Linked DNA regions of Callithrix jacchus: region 2 is linked to region 1. Evidence: chromatin contacts called from public Hi-C data. All regions are on one chromosome and are shown on one strand. Each heading gives the region's core, a stretch centred on a gene start, on an enhancer-like site or on the middle of the called end of the contact. The rest is flanking DNA. Distances are from core to core; before and after follow the strand shown. Region 1 overlaps ARNT2 (aryl hydrocarbon receptor nuclear translocator 2). Region 2 overlaps ARNT2 (aryl hydrocarbon receptor nuclear translocator 2).

Region 1 (6,805 bases), core at 2,259-4,758:
CATGTTGCCCAGGCTGGTATCAAACTCCTGGACTCAGGCAGTCTGCTTGCCTTGGCCTCCCAAAGTGCTGGGATTACACGTGTGAGCCACTGCGCCCAGCCCACATTTTCTTTATCCAACCCACCATTGATAGGCACCTTGATTTATTCCTTCTCTGTGCTCTGATGAGTAGTGTTGCAATGAATATGCAGTCCAAGTGTCTTTTTGGCAGAACAATTTATTTTCCTTTAAGTGTATCCCCAGTAATACAGTAATGGGATTGCTGGGTTGACTGGTAATTCTGTTTTTCATTCCTTGAAAAATCTCCAAACTGCTTTCCACAGTGGCTGAACTAATTTACATTCCCATCATCAGTGTGTAAGCATTCTCTTTTCTCTGCAACCATGCCACTGTGTTATTTTTTGACTTTTTAATAATAGCTGTTCTAACTTGTGTGAGATGGGATCTCATTGTGGTTTTGATTTGCACTTCTCTGGTGATCAGTGATGTTGAGCATTTTTTTCCATCCGTTTGTTGGCTGCTTCTCTGTCTTCTTTTGAGAAGTGTCTTGTTCGTGTCCTTTGCCCACTTTTTAATGGGGGTTGTTTTTTATTCCTCATTGATTTGTTTAAATTCCTTGTGGATTCTGGATATTATTTCTTTGTCAAATGCATAGTTGGCGAATATTTTTCCCATTCTATAGGTTGTTTACTCTGTTTATTGTTTTTTGTTATTGTTTTCTTTGTTTTTTCTGTGCAGAAGCTCTTTAGTTTAATTAGATGATGACTAACCCCAGCTCCCATCTGGGGAAGTCACCTACTCTTTCTAAGCCTCAGTTGCTTCATCTGCAAAATGGGGAGAATGACAGAACCTACTAGCCCAGCATCATAGAGTTTTTCTGCAGATTCTGCATGGAGCTACTGCATATGACACACTCTACCATGACAGCAGGCAGAGTTGGCCCCAGTAAATGTGGTCTGCAGGAGCTATCCCTGAGATTGGCAGCAGCAGCCACGGCAACCCTGCCACCCTTGCAGCAGCTTGGCAGTTTCCTGGGCCAGCTCTTGCCTGCAGCTCTAGATTATGTTTGTTCTCCTAAATGCCCTGTCTGCCTCTTCCTCTAACTCTGGCAGCTCACCTTGCCTTCCAACAAACAGAGACACCAGGACACTCCTGGTGATTCTCTCCCTGTTCATGAGTGTATCTGTCTCAGTGCCCTCCCCTCCTCCATTTCTGGCTCCTAGCAGGGGCAAAGCCTCCTCCTTCTTCATCTCCCTGCACATCTCTGGTCTCCCGTGACCTTCCCTTCTTGTCTAATCCCTCCTTGCAGGCTCCTTCTTGGGCCTTCACATAGGCTCCGACTTCCTGATCTTGGAGAGCCGCTGTCCGACCAACCCACCAAAGCTCCCCTCCCAGCTGGCCCTGCCAGACGTGTCTGTGGGAACCTCCTTTTTCACCATTCATCTGTACTTAGCCCCTTACAGCCTGGCTTTTGCCCTAAAGCAGTTGAAATTGTTTTCCCAGCAGCCTCTGATAACCCACATGAAATAACCTGTTCTCACTGGCCATTCTCCCCAGACTCTGTCCAACCAGCCACTCTTTCTCAACATCACCCTTGGCTGACTTGATACTCTGATTCTTCTTTTACCTTTGTCTTCTAGTCAAGACTTCCTTGGTTGTAAGGAGAGCAAGAACAAATGCACTAAGTCATAGTTCCAGGCATGTAAAAAAATATTATTTTACTATTTTCTATTCTGATTTTATCTAGTGAAACTCAGTAAATGTGGCCAAATTAAGGATGTTTTATTGTCTCACTTCTCCCAACATGGGAAGGGGGTGGTTCTTCTTTACTTGAGGAACAGAGAGGTACCACCAGTGCCAGGCTCATGTGTGACCCGGCCTTGAAGAAAATAGGGAAGCTTGAGAAACGGGAATAAAAGCAAGCAGGACTCAGGATTCCATGGTGCTTTCTTTGTTCAGCAGATGGGTTATGGAGGGTGCTGAGCATGGACCTTTCAGGAGCTCTTGAGACAGGGTAGCAGGGTGTGCCCGCTGCCCTGAAGGAGCCAGGTGCAGGGCGGTGGGAGCCCAGAAGGGAGAGGAGGAGGAAAATGCCAGTTTGGATCTGCTTAGCATCTGTTCAAGCCACAGCTTTGTCCCAGCCTCACACCTCCTGTCACGACCCCCTCCAGCCACTCCCAGCTAAGACTTGGGCTCCAATAACATGGAGAACGTAAGAAGGGGCAGACGGAAGGGACAGGGAGAATGCAGTGGGGGCAGAGAATAAATGCTTCCCCCCAGAACCTCGGAGAAAGCGTCTCCAAGAGGTCGCCCTGCAGAGGGACTTGCACGAAAAGGTAAGATCTCCGTGTGAAAATCAACCCCCGGCAGAGGTTTTGCTTCCTTTTTCTGAAAGTTAGGCAGCACTGAGAAAAGAGAAAAGCCGTCTTGTACAGGGGTGGCCTTTGCAGTTCCTCCCGACAGCTGCGCTTGCAGCCTGTGACGTTGCGTGGATCAGGATGCCCCTCAGGACGCAGTTAGACCAGAAGCCTCCATCCGGTGTCTCTGAACTGAAAGGTCCTGCACTGGTGAAGTTGGCTGGAAAAGTTTACTGCGGACGGTAGAGGGCAGTGATAACCATGGATGTGGACTGGCCAGCACTTTTGAATTAGTGAGGATGACCTTTGCCAGCAGTAGGCAGACTTGTTCCGGAAAGATCCTTAAATGCTCTGTGCAGAGGGGAGGGGATGGTGGGGGGTGGAGGGTGGGCAGTTTGCAAGCTCGCTTGCTTTCAGTCAAAAGCATCCAAAGGAAACTTCCTGGAGAAATTGAGTGTTTAATGTCAAGCATTTGTGTAAAGCTGCTACAAAGAGGACCTCCTTATCACCCTGGCATTTTTTCCTGTTCCATCAAATACGGAATGAAGTCCAGAAAAACACAGACCCATTTAACATGCTGGTCACATGGCACAACTTTGAAACGTGCCTTGGCACAAGGGGCCAACACTCTTTTGAGGCTGTTTCTTAGCTGGAGTCATTTCAGCGTTTTCACATGGGCACAACTAGCTGCTGTGCTTTCTTCATTTCCAATGTCTTTTTAGGGAAGTGAGCTGCAGTTATCCCTGAGTCTGTTCAGACCAAGTCCTCTCTCCTGTGATAGCATTGTTCTAGTGTTGTCAATACCACTCCTGCTGTTTGTGCTCATGTGTGTGCATGTGTGTGTGCATGTGTTTTTAAAACCCCACCATGCCCAGAATCACAGTTGAGTTTCTCTGAGCCGACTGACCATCACGTGTCCTTCATCATGCTTAGCAGTGGCGACCTGGTTAGTCCTAGGCAGGCGGTGGAGCATAGGAGTGGGTACAAAAGAAGTCAAAGGAAGGCTGCATTCCTGGTCTCTGCAGAGCTGAGAGGCGGTAAGGGACTGAAACACCCAGTCACCAAGCCCCACGTCTGGGAATTATCCTGGGTCCCTCCCCCTCATTCACCTCAACAGACAGCCCGGCACAGAACCAGAGCCCCACAGGTTCTACCTGGGATTCTCTCTAGCCCATCTCTTCCTCTGCCTCTTTGGCCCTGCCTCAGGTGAGGCCTTGCAGGTGATCATCAGTCTTCCAGACCGTCTCCCCTGCCTTCCATCAGGCCCCTGCTGAGCCAGTCTCCGTGGCCCAGGAAGTAAGCTCTAACACACACACATGTGCACACCACCAACGCATGCGCACGCACAAACATGCGTGGCTGGACCACGCTGCTCCTGCCCCTGATCAAATCAGTTCCAAACCCTGTAACAAGCATTTCAAGTGCTTCACAATAGGTGTGCAGATGGCGCTCAATCAGGGTGGATGTTATTAGCCTCCCTCCCCAGACACCTCCCAGCACCTCGTGCTTCCAGTTACTCCCGGGGACTTGATTCTGGCTATCTTAGAATGCCCCCTTCATGGCTTCTTGCTCACTTCTCAGGCTGAGTAAAAACCCCTGTCTGGGGAGCATGGGGGGAAATTAACAGCATCCGGCCAGCCTCCTGCACCTTGCCGGCAGGAAGCCAGGCTTGATGTGTTCACTTTCGACTCCCCAGCCATTGTCACTGAGCTAATGGAGGGCGGCACTGGCTGCGGTGGGAACCCACTTCCCTCGCATGTGCTGTCAGTCCATTTTCTCCTGAGCAGCCGTGCTTTCTTCCTCTCTGGAATTTGCAAGCACATGAAGGCCTATTTTTATACCATTGCCGTGAAATGTCTAAGAAAACTCCCCAGGGCTCTTCTCAGGATGGGGCAGCCTGCTGGTCAGCACTTTCTCTTCCACATGTGCCCAGCTATGGCAGCAGAAACCTAAAGGTTGTGGGATGGAGATGCCGATGTTCCGACCACAGAGGCAGAGCGGGTAGGATCCTGGGGATTTGCCAGCCGTACCCGCGACCTGATTTTCTATTTCCCAGTGAAAGAGCTTTCTCTGGTCTAGGAGCCCAAAAAGGAACAGATGTAAAAGCAAACCCCCAGCCTAATGCCAAGAGCCCTTATCATGGCCTTTATGCACATTAGAAACATGGGCCCTTCCTCCCCAAAACACAGAGCTGCACCAGGGTGCATGGCATGTGAGTGGGGAGGGTTGGGTTTGTGCTCCGCTTCACCCCTCGGCCAGGCACCCAGGGCACGGCTGCGTGACTCCACACAGTGGTCCGAGCTCGTTGCTGAGATTCGGGACCTGGGTGGACACAGCTGAGCCACAGGTAGGAGTGGTTGTCATTTCCTGGAAAAATGTTTGTGGGTTGAAGATGGGGCTCTGGGGAAGGGACAGAGAATGGTTCAAGGATTCCTGCCATCATGGGGAGTTCACTGCTTCCACCCCACACAAATCCCAAGGAACAGATTTTTCTCCTTCCTGTAGCTCAAGATGCTCAAGGTACTGGGATCGGAGACATGGAATAATTGTCCTTGTTACAGCCACGGACATTTCTCTTGGGCCAGGACAGCAGCCTGGGACAGAGGAAAAAGAGCACAAGGTCTACAGCCAGACAGACTTGGGTTTGAGTCCTCTGTGTTCCATATTCCAGCCACGTCACCCTGGATGCATCATTTTTATTCTAACCATGTTACTCTGACATGGTTAGTTCAGACCCTGACACTTACATCTGCACTTTCATCATTACGCCTCAGTTGCTTTATCTCTAAAATGAGGATACTGCAGAGATGTGAAAATGTTGACAAAGTGTAGCCGTCAGTCCTATGTTCAGTGGAAGGTGATGGTGACCCCAAAACAAAAGCTATAAAGTAAGAATAAGGTATAGAAAGTCATGTGCTTTTTTTCCTGTTGATTACATTGATTCCTTTTTCTTTTCTCTTTTCTTTTCTTTGAGATAGAGTCTCCCTCTATCACCCAGGCTAGAGTGCAGTGGCGCCATCTTGGCTCACTGCAAACTCTGCCACCTGGGTTCAAGCGGTTCTCCTGTCTCAGCCTCCCTAGTAGCTGGGATTATAGGCGCCTGGCTAATTTTTGTATTTTTAGTAGAGACAGGGTTTTACCGTCTTGGCCAGGATGGTCTTGAACTCCTGATCTCGTAATCCACCCGCCTCAGCCTCCCAAAGTGGTGGGATTACAGGCGTGAGCCACTGCACCCCGCCAATTCCTTTTTCAATTTCTAAAATATCAATTTGTTTAGAAAATCATTTCTAGTGCTCCTACTCTGCCGGTCTAGCAAGTGTGGGTTGAGACTGCTTGGTGGGAGCTCACATGCTTCTGGTTTCTTCCTGTTCCTTTGTTCTGGGCTCCCACACCAAGATTAGGAGGCAGACTGTCCACTCAGATAGAACCTTGTTCTTCCTGCATTGTAGTCTTAACCCACCACACTGCAATTTCTTTCCCACGTGTCTTCCTCTGGAGACCGTTGGCCGAGTCATCAGTCTTTCCAGTGCCTGGCAGTACAGTTCAGTACAGTTCACTGAATGAATGACTCCTCTTGGCTGAATTCTAAACAGAATGTTCTCCGGGTCCTCCAACTGGGGTTCCCTTCAAGGAGACCTTCCTTTGTGGTGGGGACACATTCACACCAGGGCCATCGACACGGAAGGCATGGCCAGAGGAGGAAATGGCACTCAGACCATACACCTTTTGCAAGGCTGAGAAAAATAGTTTATAAACAGAATCCAACTTATTTTATTTTTTTCCAGGGGCAAAAGTTGTTCCCCAGTGAAAGTTATAGGGAGGTGCATTTGGGCTCTTTAGGGGTCAGGCTTTTTAGAAGTATTTGTGTCTGCAAATAGAGCAGGCTGCCTCAAAATCTAGTGAGTTCTCTAGCAGAGAAAGTCAAGCAGAGACTGACCAGTTGCCTGTCAAAAGAAATGATATACCAGGGACATCTCCACTGTTACCAGAGGAAAGCTGTGGACCAGATCACCTGTGTCCATTTGGTTCCTACAAGCTGAGAAGGGTCGGTAAATAGCAACGCATCTTTTGTGTCATCCAAACAACCTACACTTAGAATGAGAAAACCTAGTCTTGCTCAGTCTTCACCACTTACCAGCCTGGTGGTTGTGTTTCTACCACACACAGTCCAGGTACCCTCTGCCCTGCCTGTTTGCCTGCGAAAGGGCCAAATGGGATCCCTTGATCTCTGGCTCCTGGTTAAGTTTGGCCAGTGGAGGGACCGGCTGGAGACAAAGGAACAAGAATGGAAGAGGAAACGGTGTTAGGCAGCCTCGCTCACCACAGTTCTCACGGGTCTGATGGCTGCCTGCTCCCCCGGCTCCTTCCACCTTAGGGATGGGCCTGGCTTCCTGCTGTTGCTAGCCCAGGGGCTCTTCACCATCCTAGCATAACAACTATAGAAGCTC
Region 2 (6,805 bases), core at 1,997-4,496, 100 kb before region 1:
GTCACTCATTTAGCCACTGAAGCCCTGTCCTTAGAGTCTGGGGGTGGGGGGGTCACCCTTTCTGGGAGGCCAGCAGCTCTAGAATCTGTAGCAGTGGTCATTTAATACACACTCCATTCTGATACTGAGCTGTTCAGACAAGGAATTTCTTCGTCCAGTCTGCCAGGCAGGCTGGCCTCCCTTCTGCTTGGATTTCATGGGAGCTGTGCCTCATCCAGTCCACCAGGATTACAGAGAACAAGACGGGGAATGCAGGGGCTCTGAGACATTGTCTCCAAGGAGCTCCACTCACCCTGGATGTCCAGGAGAGCTCAGACATCTGTGTCATTTTTCCTTTTGTTCCTCAAGGACTGTGGGTATACTTGACACCAATGAAATATGCCCTCTGCCCTAACATGTTCAGGAAGCATGTGAATTACCATTAGAGAGGCATGATTTTTTGAGAAGAGTTTGAGATATTAGTTTAGTAAGTATCTTTCAAGACTTTTTGTTTTATGTTGACACTGAGAGATCCAGTAAAGGGTGACTCTGAATAATTACTTGGCCAGTTTCCACCAGCACAACCGATTTGAGTAACTTGGGCCCCAAACAGCCATTTCCCCCCCAACAACCATGTTTGCTCCTGGATTTAATAGGGCAATGGCCTTAAATGTCCTTTTCACTTTGACTCATCAAGAACAGCCACATTTTCAAGCAGCACAACCAGCAGTATGTTCTCTTTTCCTTGTGATCCCTTCACCCTGAAAACTTGTTTTCACAATCCCCTGAGCCTTTTTAGGCTGTTAATATACTGTACGATAAATGAAGAAACAAGTTTCAATATGGAATAGATGATGTGGAGGGGAGCAGGTATTTCCAAAGATGGCGAGAGACAAGGAAATACACCTTTCCATCATAGCCAGAGCAATCCATTGGCTGCTAAGAGTTCTAAGAAGGGAAGGCATATGGAGTTCTGGAGGAGACAGGTTGATACTTGAATATTCCCAGCCATAGAATTAATGGTGCTTATCCTCAAGACCTTTCATTTTGCCTCTTCCTGTCTTGAACCTGTGTGATGATCGTGTAGAGATATTGCTTGTTCCACTGCCAAAGTTTGGGACCAATCGATAGCAGGCCTCGTGAATAAAGCTCCTCTTGTTCCAGCAGCTCCTGTTACCAGTTAAAATGTTCTCCTGATAATCAGTACTCACTTGCAATCTTGACTTTTCAGAATGGACTTCGACGATGAAGATGGTGAAGGTCCCAGTAAATTTTCAAGGTAAGTTTATTTTATTTTCCTTAGACTTAAAGAAGCCAAGACCAGGCACGGTGGCTCACACGTGTAATCCTAGCACTTTGGGAGGTCAAGGCGGGCAGGCCACCTGAGGTTGGGAGTTTGAGACCAGCCTGATCAACATGGACAAACCCCCTCTCTACTAAAAGTACAGAATTAGCTGGGCATGGTGGTACATGCCTGTAGTCCCAGCTACTTGGGAGGCTGAGGCAGAAGAATCGCTTGAACCTGGGAGGCAGAGGTTACGGTGAGCTGAGATCGCCCTGTTGCACTCCAGCCTGGGCAACAAGAGCAAAACTCAGTCTCAAAAAAAAAGAAGAAGAAGAAGCCAATAGCCAACAATCACCTTAGTGAAAGATACAAGAATGTAACATCTTTTGTCATTGAAAAAGCCATTGCCTGCAGTGTGACCATCTTCCTGCTCCCTCACTCTGTGACAGTATTTGGCCCAGTGGCAGCTGGCTATTAGTGACCCTACCACATCCTAGCATAGAAGATCAACAGGTAAGTAACAAGTCATTAACTCTGTTTGCTTTAGAAGCAATAAATGTCAGTTTTAAGGTTCCTTTCTAAAAGACAGGGCTTTAAGAAAAGTATTTTATTAAGTATTTTTTAAAAGCCTGATGTCTTTTAAAAAGGAATCCATTAAAATTGATGTTCATTGCTTATAAAGCAAACAGAGGAATTCATTCTTGCTGAAAAGCCCTAGAGTTCAAGTTGAGAAAAAACTGTCAAGATTAAGTCTTTGATTGCTACCATGGAAATAAGAAGAGAGATGAGAAACCAGGGCAGCTGTATTTTGGATGCAGGATGGAAAACTGGGTTTTCCTAAGAACTGTATTGCCCACTGGCCATGTGACAGCATCTTTAGCTGGGTCCACGGGGCCATCCTGAGTGCAGACCACCTCATGGAAAGTTTGCTGGATCACAAGTGCCCACGGGGTTACATACGTGACATCCATGAAGGATAAGGCAGGCCCAGCCCCAGACTATCTTTTTTTGTTTGATTAAGATATGGTAGGAAGTTTGGCAGTGTTGACAGGAAGGCACAAATCATTCCATCATTCTTATTCTTAGCAAAATTCACATCTGTACCCACTTACATAAGGAAGGGCCTGCCTTGACATTCCTCCCCACCAGCCAAGCCTCCAGGCCTTCCCAATTCTCCAGGCCTTCTCAATTCTTGGTTACTGATGAACTGGAAAACGTGCTGTTGGTGACAATTGCGTTCCCCCTGTATCCATGGTCCACAGTTTGGGCTGATAGCCTCAGTTGTTTTTGAATGAATCCCTTTCATATTGAGTCCTGGGCCCCCTGAGCTATCCTCATTTTCTCCCCTCACGGTGGTCATTTTTGGTGATGGTTCCTTTTATAAACCGCATTGCGACTGTGAGTTCAGCACGCTTTCCCACCAGTCCAAGAGGGACATGTGTCTCGTGACTGCCCGGGGATTCCCAGAGTCTCTGCGTCCATCATAAACGCTCATCCTGCCTTACTTTCCTCACCAAGATCCTTTCCTTCCATCTTCCAGCTTCTGCTTTGAGTTAAACAGTAGAGAGGAGATGGAGAACATTTTGGTCACCAATGACCTTGGAGTTTCTAATCAAAACAAGACATGAGTTTCAATAACAGAAACATGGATGTGTTCCCTCGGTGCAGACGGAACTGCAGCTTGGACATCCACCCGTTTCTTGGGATACATTTTAATAGCAGGGTGTGCTTTCCTGCCCAAATGGAAACAAGGGCACATATCTCCCTGCCCCAGTTTGCTCTCCCTGTACACAGCCTCCCTTTATGAAGAAACAATGACTTTGATTTCTTGGTGTCAAAATTGCCCTGGAGATAATATTTCACAGCGTGCTAACCTCAGGAAATGATGATTCCTGGTGCCTCAGAACATAGAGAGGAAGAGAGATGAAGAGTGGCATTTGTTTGACATTGGAGATCAGTGTCAGTGATGAAATAACAGTGCGGGGGTACAAAGGGCTCGTTGTATTAGGCCAAGTCATTCAGAAACAGAAACTCTCCACTCTGGGGAACTATCTCATGAGCCTGTCTGTGAGTCTGTTTTTATACAGTCAAGGTTCAAACCCAGGCTTCTGTGAACCATTTCGTTCCCCCTGTGACAAATAAGAAGATAAGGTGTGTTTCCGGCATGTGCTTTACTAAGAGGGATCAGTTTATAACACCACCGAGGCCACTTGGTTCTCACAATAGGCTCAGCTGCTGGGCCTGCAGTGAAAGGGCCTGTGGCTGCATCTGAGCTGCTCAGCACTGCGGGGATGACTGAGTCCACGAGTCCACCCTCATCCCCGCACTGTGTGGTGGCTGTGGCTGCTGTCCAGGGGAGGGGTGGAGCATCTGCTTCCAATTGGCATGGCACACCCTGTTTGCTTTTCCTCTTCTTACAATCAGGCGAGAGAAGCCCCCTTTGTGTGAGGGCCTGGAAGAGGCAGAGGCTGCCTCGTGAGCCAGTAGTTTGTTGACTTGGAATCTAGGCAGGGTCCTCTGTCATGGTTTCTGTCCCTTGATGTGTGTGTGCAATCGGCTTTTCCAGCTTTTCCCAAGGGGCTTCCCAATTCACATGTCCTGCCTATCATGAGTTTTTTGATTTGGGAAGTCTGGTCATAGTCACAAAGGACCTAAATTACAGCCAGTTTGGTGTGGTTCCTACTTTAGCACAGCCAGGCCTATCACAGCAGGCCTCAGATGCCACAAAGTAGTAGATGTGAAACTGCCACTCTGCCACGTGACCTCAGGCATGGACACACAAGCACTCACATGCGCATGCCCACACGTGCACATGCATTCCAGGAGCCTGTCTTCCAGTGCCAGAAATGCTCTTAGGCCTGCTTCACTGCATCCCAAGGCCTCAGCTCTTTCTCACACATGGGATTCATACTGCCCTGGGAGCTGTGATATGCAGAACATGGCTCTGCCTGCATTCGAAGTTTCCTTCCCCTCACACGAAGTCGCAGGGACCTGGAGGACAGAAGCCAGACTACAGTGGGCTGAGGACTGATTGGGAGATGAGGACTTGAAGATGCATGGGAACAATTCTTTGAGCAGTTTGAATGTAAATAAAAAAGCAAGGGGCTCTGGGAGGGGTACTTATTAAGGATGGGAAGATCGTGAGTGCATTCATGTAAGGAGGGAAAGAATGGGGATAGCCAGAGATTTGGAAGGCCCAGGAGTGAGGCTGGGGAGAGATGGGTCCAGAGGACGAGGAAGAGCCCCCAGCCCACCGAAGGGCGTACTCATGCTCTGAGGCATAAGGGAGGAGCTGCCAGCGAGGCCAAGTGTGTCAGAAGTGGAGGGGTTAATTCTCATAGCTTTTGTTGTCTTGATTAGATAGAAAATGGGGCAGTGTGCCTTGGGTGGGAAGAGGTTTGCTCATGTGTGTGAGACTGAAGTTTGGGGTGGCCCTGGGTTGAATTCACAGGAAGGAGAGTAACCGAAGACAGACACAAGAACAGAAAACCAAACACTGCATGTTGTCACTCATACGAGGGTGTTGAACATCGAGAACATTGTTCAACAATGTTGAACATCACACATTGGGGCCTGTTGGGGGCTGGGGGGCTAGGGAAGGGATAGCAGCAGGTGGGGCAACTGGGGAGGGCTAACATTAGGAGAAATACCTAATGTAGGTGACGAGGGGATGGAGGCAGCAAACCACCATTGCATGTGTATACCTGTGTAACAGTCCTGGGCGATCTGCACATGTTCCGCAGGACTTAAAGTATAATAATAAAAAAACCCTTTAGACCCCATTTGAGATTGCAGACCACAAGTGTGAGGTGGCATCACTGTGTAAGTGCGGTTTCCCTCCAGTGGTACCCAGGTGGGTGGATACAGGCAATGCAGGCTTTCCACGGACTCAGGGTGCCACGGAAGGATAGGAGTCGAGGCAGTTAAGATGTCGATGAGAGAGTGTCTGGAGAGGCCAAGCTGTGGGTCCAGAGGCAGAGGGAGTGAAGGGAGGCCGGGAGTCTGGAGGAGTGACAAGTATGGAGGAGGCCGGGGACGGGAAGTAGCAATGTGGTCAAAGAATAGTTTGAGTTTTGTGGGAGCTTGAGAGGGCTGGAAAAGTAGGAAGTTGTGGTCAAACAGTGAGAAGTCGCCACCATGGGAGAGGCTGGCTGAGGTCCATTGGAGGAGGCGGAGGTCCTGGGAGCAGAGGCATGGGGAGATGGATGGGTGGGTGTACGTCACCCCCTGCAGAGGCTGATGGGGGACTGGGGACGGGCTCACTGTGAGGGTGGGCAGTGGTGATGATGAGGACCAGCCTAGGAGGTAGCAGAGATGGGGGCACAAGCTTCAGAGGAGGAGACTTTCTGCCAAGGAGGGGAAAAGCAGTGAAGCTGCAGAGCCAGCCTTTCTTCCCCAGCTCAGCCGAGAAAGGAGCCTGCACTGAGAGCGCTTGACTTGACCTCACTCTTAGAATCCCAGTTATCGAGTCACTGATCTTAACAGCAGGTGGTGGTAAGCTCTCCGTCTTTGGAAAAATGCTGATTACACTCCAGAAAGTGTTTATCCAAAGATGATCCTCCTGGACAGCTGGTAGTGGTGCTGCACCCTCCTATAGCCAGGTCAGCACCAGCCCCCCCACCCGCCCCCGTCCCTGAGCCTGCGTGGATGGGCCTGGTCTACCGGGAGGCACACACCAGTCCTGCCCAGCATGTCCTGCAACCTTACACTCAAGCAGAGACCAAAAACCTTGCCATCACTCTGAGTGCTGCAGGGGCATCTTACCACTTTAACGTCCCCTTAGATTGATATGTTTGCTAGGGAGTCCCAGGATTCCTTCTTGTACCTGCAGCTGGGGTCAGCTGCTGCCAGTACATGGAGACATCTTAAATATTGTTTCATAAGGGGCACCGCTGACATCCCAGAGCTGTCATCAGCAGAGTCAAAGTTACAAACCGTGTGTGAATGGATGCGTAATGTTTCATTAAAACAAAAGAGGGGAAACATACCTAATGTAAATGTCTTCTTTATGTTACATTTACAACTTGGGGACAACCAAGTATGCACCCCCAAACTTTAATTCTTGTCACTGTGTATTATCAACCTGATTTTGCTCCCTTCAGACTCATTCTGTACCCTTTCTCAAAAGACCCAGGAGACCTTCCAAGGAGTTCTCATATCTGTTACTGTGGATTCACCTTTAGTGCTTGGAGCCTTCTAAGAGTTTGGACTCAAAATCCCCTATCGATGGGCTTCTTGGCCTCTCTTTAGTCTTTTTAGAAATGGCAGCAAGTGACCCCATTGGCTGTTCTTTGGCGAGAGTGTAGCACCCAATCGCACCAGTCCAAAATTGCTTATATTTTGTAGAATTAGCCAGTAAACCTCTAAGTTATCTAAAACAAAGATATTGGTGGTAGGAAGGCTTCTGCAGAACTGAGCTCTTGTTTCTCATAACTCCCATTTTGGTACTGCCCTTTTGCTTTTGTGTGGTATTTAAGCTTGTAGGCATTTCCCTCCCTGACTTCATACATTGTGGTGATTTTGTTTGTTTGTTTTGAGACA

The links. Hi-C and Micro-C count contacts between places; a contact is called where the count stands out from the background.
Region 2: a contact with region 1 is called in a Hi-C map of induced pluripotent stem cells, with 1.7 times the contacts expected there. The contact joins two enhancer-like sites. A contact is called at or near these places in 2 of 3 Hi-C or Micro-C datasets (induced pluripotent stem cells and skeletal muscle).

The regions. Positions count from the first base shown.
Region 1 is chr6:27,036,149-27,042,953 of calJac240_pri, reverse strand. All of the region lies in intron 12 of ARNT2 (aryl hydrocarbon receptor nuclear translocator 2), which reads left to right. Among named protein-coding and RNA genes, the nearest start is that of ABHD17C, 120 kb to the right of the region's middle. Within about 2 kb of position 3,508, at least 3 of the 16 cell types and tissues checked have an H3K27ac peak or open chromatin away from gene starts, as enhancers often do.
Region 2 is chr6:27,136,047-27,142,851 of calJac240_pri, reverse strand. It overlaps ARNT2 (aryl hydrocarbon receptor nuclear translocator 2), which reads left to right. Exons shown (of 19, transcript XM_078326917.1): 3 at 1,211-1,258. Among named protein-coding and RNA genes, the nearest start is that of ARNT2, 51 kb to the left of the region's middle. Within about 2 kb of position 3,246, at least 3 of the 16 cell types and tissues checked have an H3K27ac peak or open chromatin away from gene starts, as enhancers often do.